Linked DNA regions of Capsicum annuum: region 2 is linked to region 1. The links are chromatin contacts, called in public Hi-C maps. All regions are on one chromosome and are shown on one strand. The core of a region is the stretch at or near the end of the contact, and the rest is flanking DNA. Distances in the headings are between cores, read along the strand shown.

Evidence for each region. Hi-C and Micro-C count contacts between places; a contact is called where the count stands out from the background.
Region 2: a contact with region 1 is called in a Hi-C map of leaf, with 1.7 times the contacts expected there. The contact joins the promoter of LOC124885282 here to the promoter of LOC107845625 in region 1. A contact is called at or near these places in 2 of 5 Hi-C or Micro-C datasets (leaf and placenta).

What each region holds. Positions count from the first base shown.
Region 1 is chr10:117,250,169-117,253,101 of UCD10Xv1.1, reverse strand. LOC107845625 (phosphoglycerate mutase-like protein AT74) reads right to left here and starts at 1,460. Exons shown (of 2, transcript XM_016690054.2): 1 at 614-1,460. The coding sequence starts at 1,163.
Region 2 is chr10:117,504,577-117,507,509 of UCD10Xv1.1, reverse strand. LOC124885282 reads right to left here and starts at 1,453. Exons shown (of 7, transcript XM_047398121.1): 1 at 1,273-1,453.

The DNA.
Region 1 (2,933 bases), core at 211-2,710:
ATTTTGATCGTATTAGGAAACAAATTACAATTCTGTCACAACTATGAAAAAGATATCATACAACAATAACAAATTCAGGTATCTTTTCTTTAGTGCCCTGCATTGTCATCAGTTAAAGATGATTCTATAAATACCTGGTCTCGAATGGCCAGTTGTTCTATTGTTTCTTATCAATTCCTAGAGTCTTGTTTGAATATGCAGAAAGGGGTGTTCCTAAGTGTGTGTACGTATGAGTTTGCTGGCGAGAAAGCACTTCTCGTCAAGTAAAGAGTTAGCTTATCCATGTATTAATTTTTATATAAGTTACAAAACATTTGGTAGCTAGTTAGGATGCATGTCATTCATGCATAAAATTATTATGACGTCTATTTTGCACTTTAGAAACCCTCATAACTAATACATGTATAAGTTATGAGGGAATTGGTGTATTATATTTCATGGTAGAATGTGGAATAATTAATATCGGCATAACTAATACCTACATTATTAGTACTGCATTATCCTACCCAACTAGCAAACGACCCCAAGTGTGTTTAAGTCAAAACCTAACTGCATAGTCATAGAGAGAATGAAGTAGGTACAGAGAGGGAGAGAGAGAGAGAAATATGCTTACTGGAAACTCTGTCATAAACATCAGCAGCTGATTCTCCCTCAGGAAAACGATAAAAGAAGCGGCCAAATCTCTCCCGAGTCTCCTTGATCGCTTTCATGCGGTCCGCCACTTGAAAATTACCAAAATCTTGTTCTCTAATTCGGCATTCTTCCCTCACGCCAAGCACTCTCCGTCTGGAAAATGCCCTGCCCATCTCCCTTAGGGTGGAACGTGTTCGCACGTATGGGGAGACGTAGAAGTAGACCTTCCAATTATCTGAGGAGCTATTATCAGAAACCATGTCAAAAATGCGAGACCCAGCTTCCTTGGCTTGATCAATTCCCTTGGGAGTTAGCGGGATCCTATAATCGGGCGTGATGGTGTACATGGCGTCGTCTCTATTCCCTTCGCTCTCTCCGTGACGAACCAAAATTATGCGCTTTGGTAGGCACTTGGGTATGGGTGCAGGGGGCTTCTGCTGATTTTGACTATGAAAATGACAACAGTGGCAGTGATGTTCTTGATCAGGAATTTGGGCGTGGCCGTTGTCATCAACGGTACTATTTATCATTATTCTATAGCTTCCCAATAGGGTGAGATTATGGGAATTTTGCAGCAAATGTTGACATTAAAATAGGGTTTTGGGAAAGGAAAAATGGCGGATTGGATATGGATCTCTCTCAAATTATTGGCTATTTGTTACGGAAGAAGGAGGTGACTTGGATTTCTCTCCTAACTGGGAATGCAGTTGCTTTAACATCTGATCTTCGACGCCTCAATCTTTTATTTTGTGCGCTAGTTTTCTCCTTCCGTTTGTCTCGTCAAAGAGAAAAACTTTTGGGATATTTCAAATTTACATTATAACCCAAAATACAATTCGGGTATACAATAATATACCAAACTTTCATATATTTTTTAATAATAAAAATATTTAAAAAAATTGCTATACAATATTATTGATCTAATATTAATATACAAAATTATAAGAGGTATTTATATACCCATATATAATAATACATAATTTTATACACTATTACACAGAATTTTATCCATCTTCGTCGGGGTTGATTTCTCTGAACCGGCAAGATAGAGCTTCTGCAAATTTGTGGAAAGGTGGATCTAGTGATGGCCTATCATCCCAATAGGCACGACATCATGAATCACAATAAAATTTGATTGGGAAATATTATAAATATTGCCGGCATTTTACTCTTAGGTTTTGTTACAGTAATTTTGTGTATAATTTGTGATTTTTCTAAAATTGTGGGTGGAATTTTAAGAGAGTTCTTGTTACCTTGGATTCACGATAACGGAACGATCTACGAAAGCTAAAAACAGTCCACAAACTCAAGACAAACCCAAGAACACAATGAACAACACACGGACAGCAACAACATAAAGAAACGGAGACAAGAACAAAAGGATACAAACACACAAGTAATGCAATAAAGTAAATGATAGTTAAAAAGACATAAGATCTTACGAAACAAAGAGAACCGAAACGTATATCAAATGTAAAGACCCTCAAAGTCGCAACATCAAACACCCATCTTCTTATGGTGACCGCTAAGGAAATCAACTCACCTCATGAACCACCATTTCTAAGTAAGAGAACAATATTGGTTTTTCCAAGCCTTATACTAACTACTTGGCTTTTCCAAGCCTTACTCTAAAGGTGTTACACTCTCAAGGAGAGAAGAAAGTCTTTCATATGTTCTTCATCAATCAAACTAAAGAGCAAATGACCTAATAGAAGACTATTTATAGGCTATTACAAATTAAAGGAAAATAACTACAACACCCTTAATGAGAGAGGAGCTGTCATGGGGTGTTTGGAATCAACATATGTAATCACTAAAATGCCCTAATGAGTTCCAACACTCTAAAGTCGCCTTCTTCAAGCTCCAAAGTCGTAGGCTCAACTTGTAGTCTTAGGTATACATCAAAGGCAATCCCCCAAACAACCTTCAACACGTGGGATTGCTTTATGGTATGCTCCAAACGGGTCCTCCATGCATGCTCTTGTGTCCTCAAGGTGACCAAAGCTTGAGTCTTTGAGTGTTGGTATCTAATGATGTCTTCAAAAGCTATGATGACCGTTTGGCCCGTATCATCCTCCCCTTCTTGAAAAGGATTCGACCTCGAATCCATACCTTGCAAAATCAAAAGAAGAATAAACGAACACAAATTCCTCATAGCATGATGATTAGGATTAGCATAAACAATCATTTCATCATGCCAAGGTTGTACATACTTGAAATATAACCAAGGATCCTTTGGATTGAATATTAAAAACCCAACGAAATATGCACAAAGGATTTGGTTATGGGCTTCACCAAGA
Region 2 (2,933 bases), core at 204-2,703, 250 kb before region 1:
AGCTGCTGCTTGTTGAAATCCTAACCTTGTTGTCACCATTTTTCTTTTCAATGGATGAGTTTGAATAGTATTTTGTTTTCAAGAATTCAAAAACTAGAAAGAAAACAGTACTATTATTTACTGTCTAGTCAAAGCTGTAGGGTGGTACTGGAGTAGAGGATTGTTTTTGCCAAATAGTGTAGGGACAAAGTGTACCAAGAAACCACTTATAGATTATTATTTCACTTTTAACAAATGAAGACTACTTAGATGAAGGTTCAACTTCCCATTTGGGTCGATTACGAGGAGCTGCAGGTTTTTCCTCTAATGGAGTGACTATACTGCCATCCTCCTCCTCAGCTTCCCTTATCATTTAATTTACTGCAAGCAATATGAAGGAGATAGGATGGCCAACTTCAATCTGGACCAGAATAGATCTTCCACTTTACCTATTGTCTCATAATTTTTTTAAAACCATTGGTGATCATTGTGGTGGCTGGATCGAAACAGAAGAGGAAATACAATTGAGAAATCATCTCTAATAGGAGAGGATTAGAGTTCATGGCGATGATAGTAGTATTCCCAAAGAGGTGACAGTCGAAAATGGAGGACTCAAGTATAATATGCAGCTCTAGATAGATTATCGATGAGAGTGGTGGCAGGAGAAGATAACATGAGCAGCTCCTTTACCCAGCAGATTTTAAGGCAAAATTTGAAGGGTAAAGGGGTGACATCTGGACCAGTGCTTTTTCTAAAGAAGCATGTAAGGAGCAGGGGGTTCCTTTTGGAGAATTAACAAAGTTAAAATAATTAGCCTGGAATTTCCTCAAAGCGTATCAACAACAACAAAAATGTACCCAGTATATTCCCACCAAGTGGGGTCTGAGGAGGGTAAGTGTAGTGTACATACGCAACAAGCATCAATCAAGAAAGTTTTACAGTAGCAAATAACAGGCTAGCAAAGATGATCAAAATAACACATTTCTTTCCTATTGTCTTATATAACCTACAAAAAGTGAATAGGCATGCAGATTCTAAAGATTTAAAATTTCTATATCACTTACCTAAGTAACCAAGAAAATCAAACATAGCACATTTAACACAATCTCCAGTACAATCTACAGAAATTTCACCAGATTTCAGAAATTCGCAAACAAACATATAGATTCTAAAGAACAAAACTTCTTAAATCACTTACCTAAGTAACTATATCAATTCACATTATGAAAAGCAAGCTATTAAGCATAAACTCATGGGATTTAATTCTACCCAATAGATAACAAAGAAAAGTACCTAATGTTTTGTCAGCACTGCTAATTTTCTGTCGGGCAATTGTAAATTGGATTGATGGTCGGAGCAGCGAATGTAGCGGCGGTCGGAACGACGATCGCAGTGGCTTGGAAGTCGACGCTATGTTGTCGACTGAGTGAGAGAGTTGATGAGATAGTACTGTACTGAAATGTTATTTTGTGTATATATATTTTTAATTTTTGTAATATATTTTTTTAATTTTTATTATATATTTTTAAACTTTTGGCAGAATCTGTGAAAAAATAGAGAGGGAAAAATGAAAATCAATGCAATAGGGTTTTTTTTCTCAAAAATGCGTTGCCATAAGTGACTCTATGGCAACGGTTACAGAAGTCATTTCTATACCATACCCTATTGCAATGGTAATCCACCAATCGCAATGGTTATTAAACTACTAGAACAATTTTTTTTGCAATGGTTGGAACTGTTGCAATAGACCATCTATTGCAATGCTTTTGGAACCGTTTTCAAAAGGTTCGTTGCAATAGGGGTAATTTCTAGTAGTGAGAAATACTAAAAGCTACTGTGATTAGAGAAGATCCCATAATAAACTCCATAAAAATTGTATCTCTAATACTTCAAAGATAAAACCACCGCACATAACTCCAAATGGTAGGTAGGATATTTCTTCTGATGATGCTTTAACTGGCTAGAAGAATATGTAATTACCTTACCCCCTATATCAAAATAAAACCTAGCTCGACATCAAAATCATCACAAAAATTGAAAATACTATGACCTCTATGGGTAAAAGTCAAGATAGAAGTTGCGGTCAACAAATCCTTGAGTTTTGGAAGCTCAACTAAAAAGAAATCTTCTTCTGAGTCAATCTTGTCGAAAAAGCCACAATAGATGAGAACCCCTCAACAAAGTGACAATAGTAGCTTGCTAAGTTAGCAAAACTCTAAATCTCGTTAGGAGAAGTAGGCCTAGCCCAATCATGAATCACTGCAATCTTGGATGGATTGACTATGATACCATCCTTGGTCACCACATGACCTAAGAAAAAGATAGAATTCAACAAAAACTTACACTTGAAGAACTTAGCATGCAATTTTCATCTCTCAATCTCCAAAGTACAATCGACAAATGCTTTTCATGGTCCGCCTTACTCTTGTAGTAAACAAAGATATCATCAATAAAATAATGACAAAAGAGTTGGGAAATGATCGAAACACCTTATTCATCAACTCCGTGAAAGCGACTAGGGCATTAGTTAACCCAATGATATGACCAAGAAATCATAATGACCGTATCGATTCCAAAAAGATAACTTTGGAATATCCAAAGCTCTAATCCTCAACTGATGATACCTGAACCTTAAATCAATCTTCAAAAATACAAAAGCACCCTAAAATAATTGAACTAGTCATCAACATAAGATAAAGGATTATTCTTAATTGTCACCTTATTCAACTACTGATAATCACCATATAATTAAGATAAGTGCACCACAGGTGATATATTAGGTCGGATGAATCCCTTATCTAGCAATTACTACAACTGGTCCTTTGATTCCTTCAATTCTACTAGGGCCATCCTATACAGAGGAATAGAGATGGGCTTGGTTCTTGCTAAACATTAATAGAAAAGTCAATATCATGATTTGGAGGCATACCAAGATAATCTATAGAAAAGACATC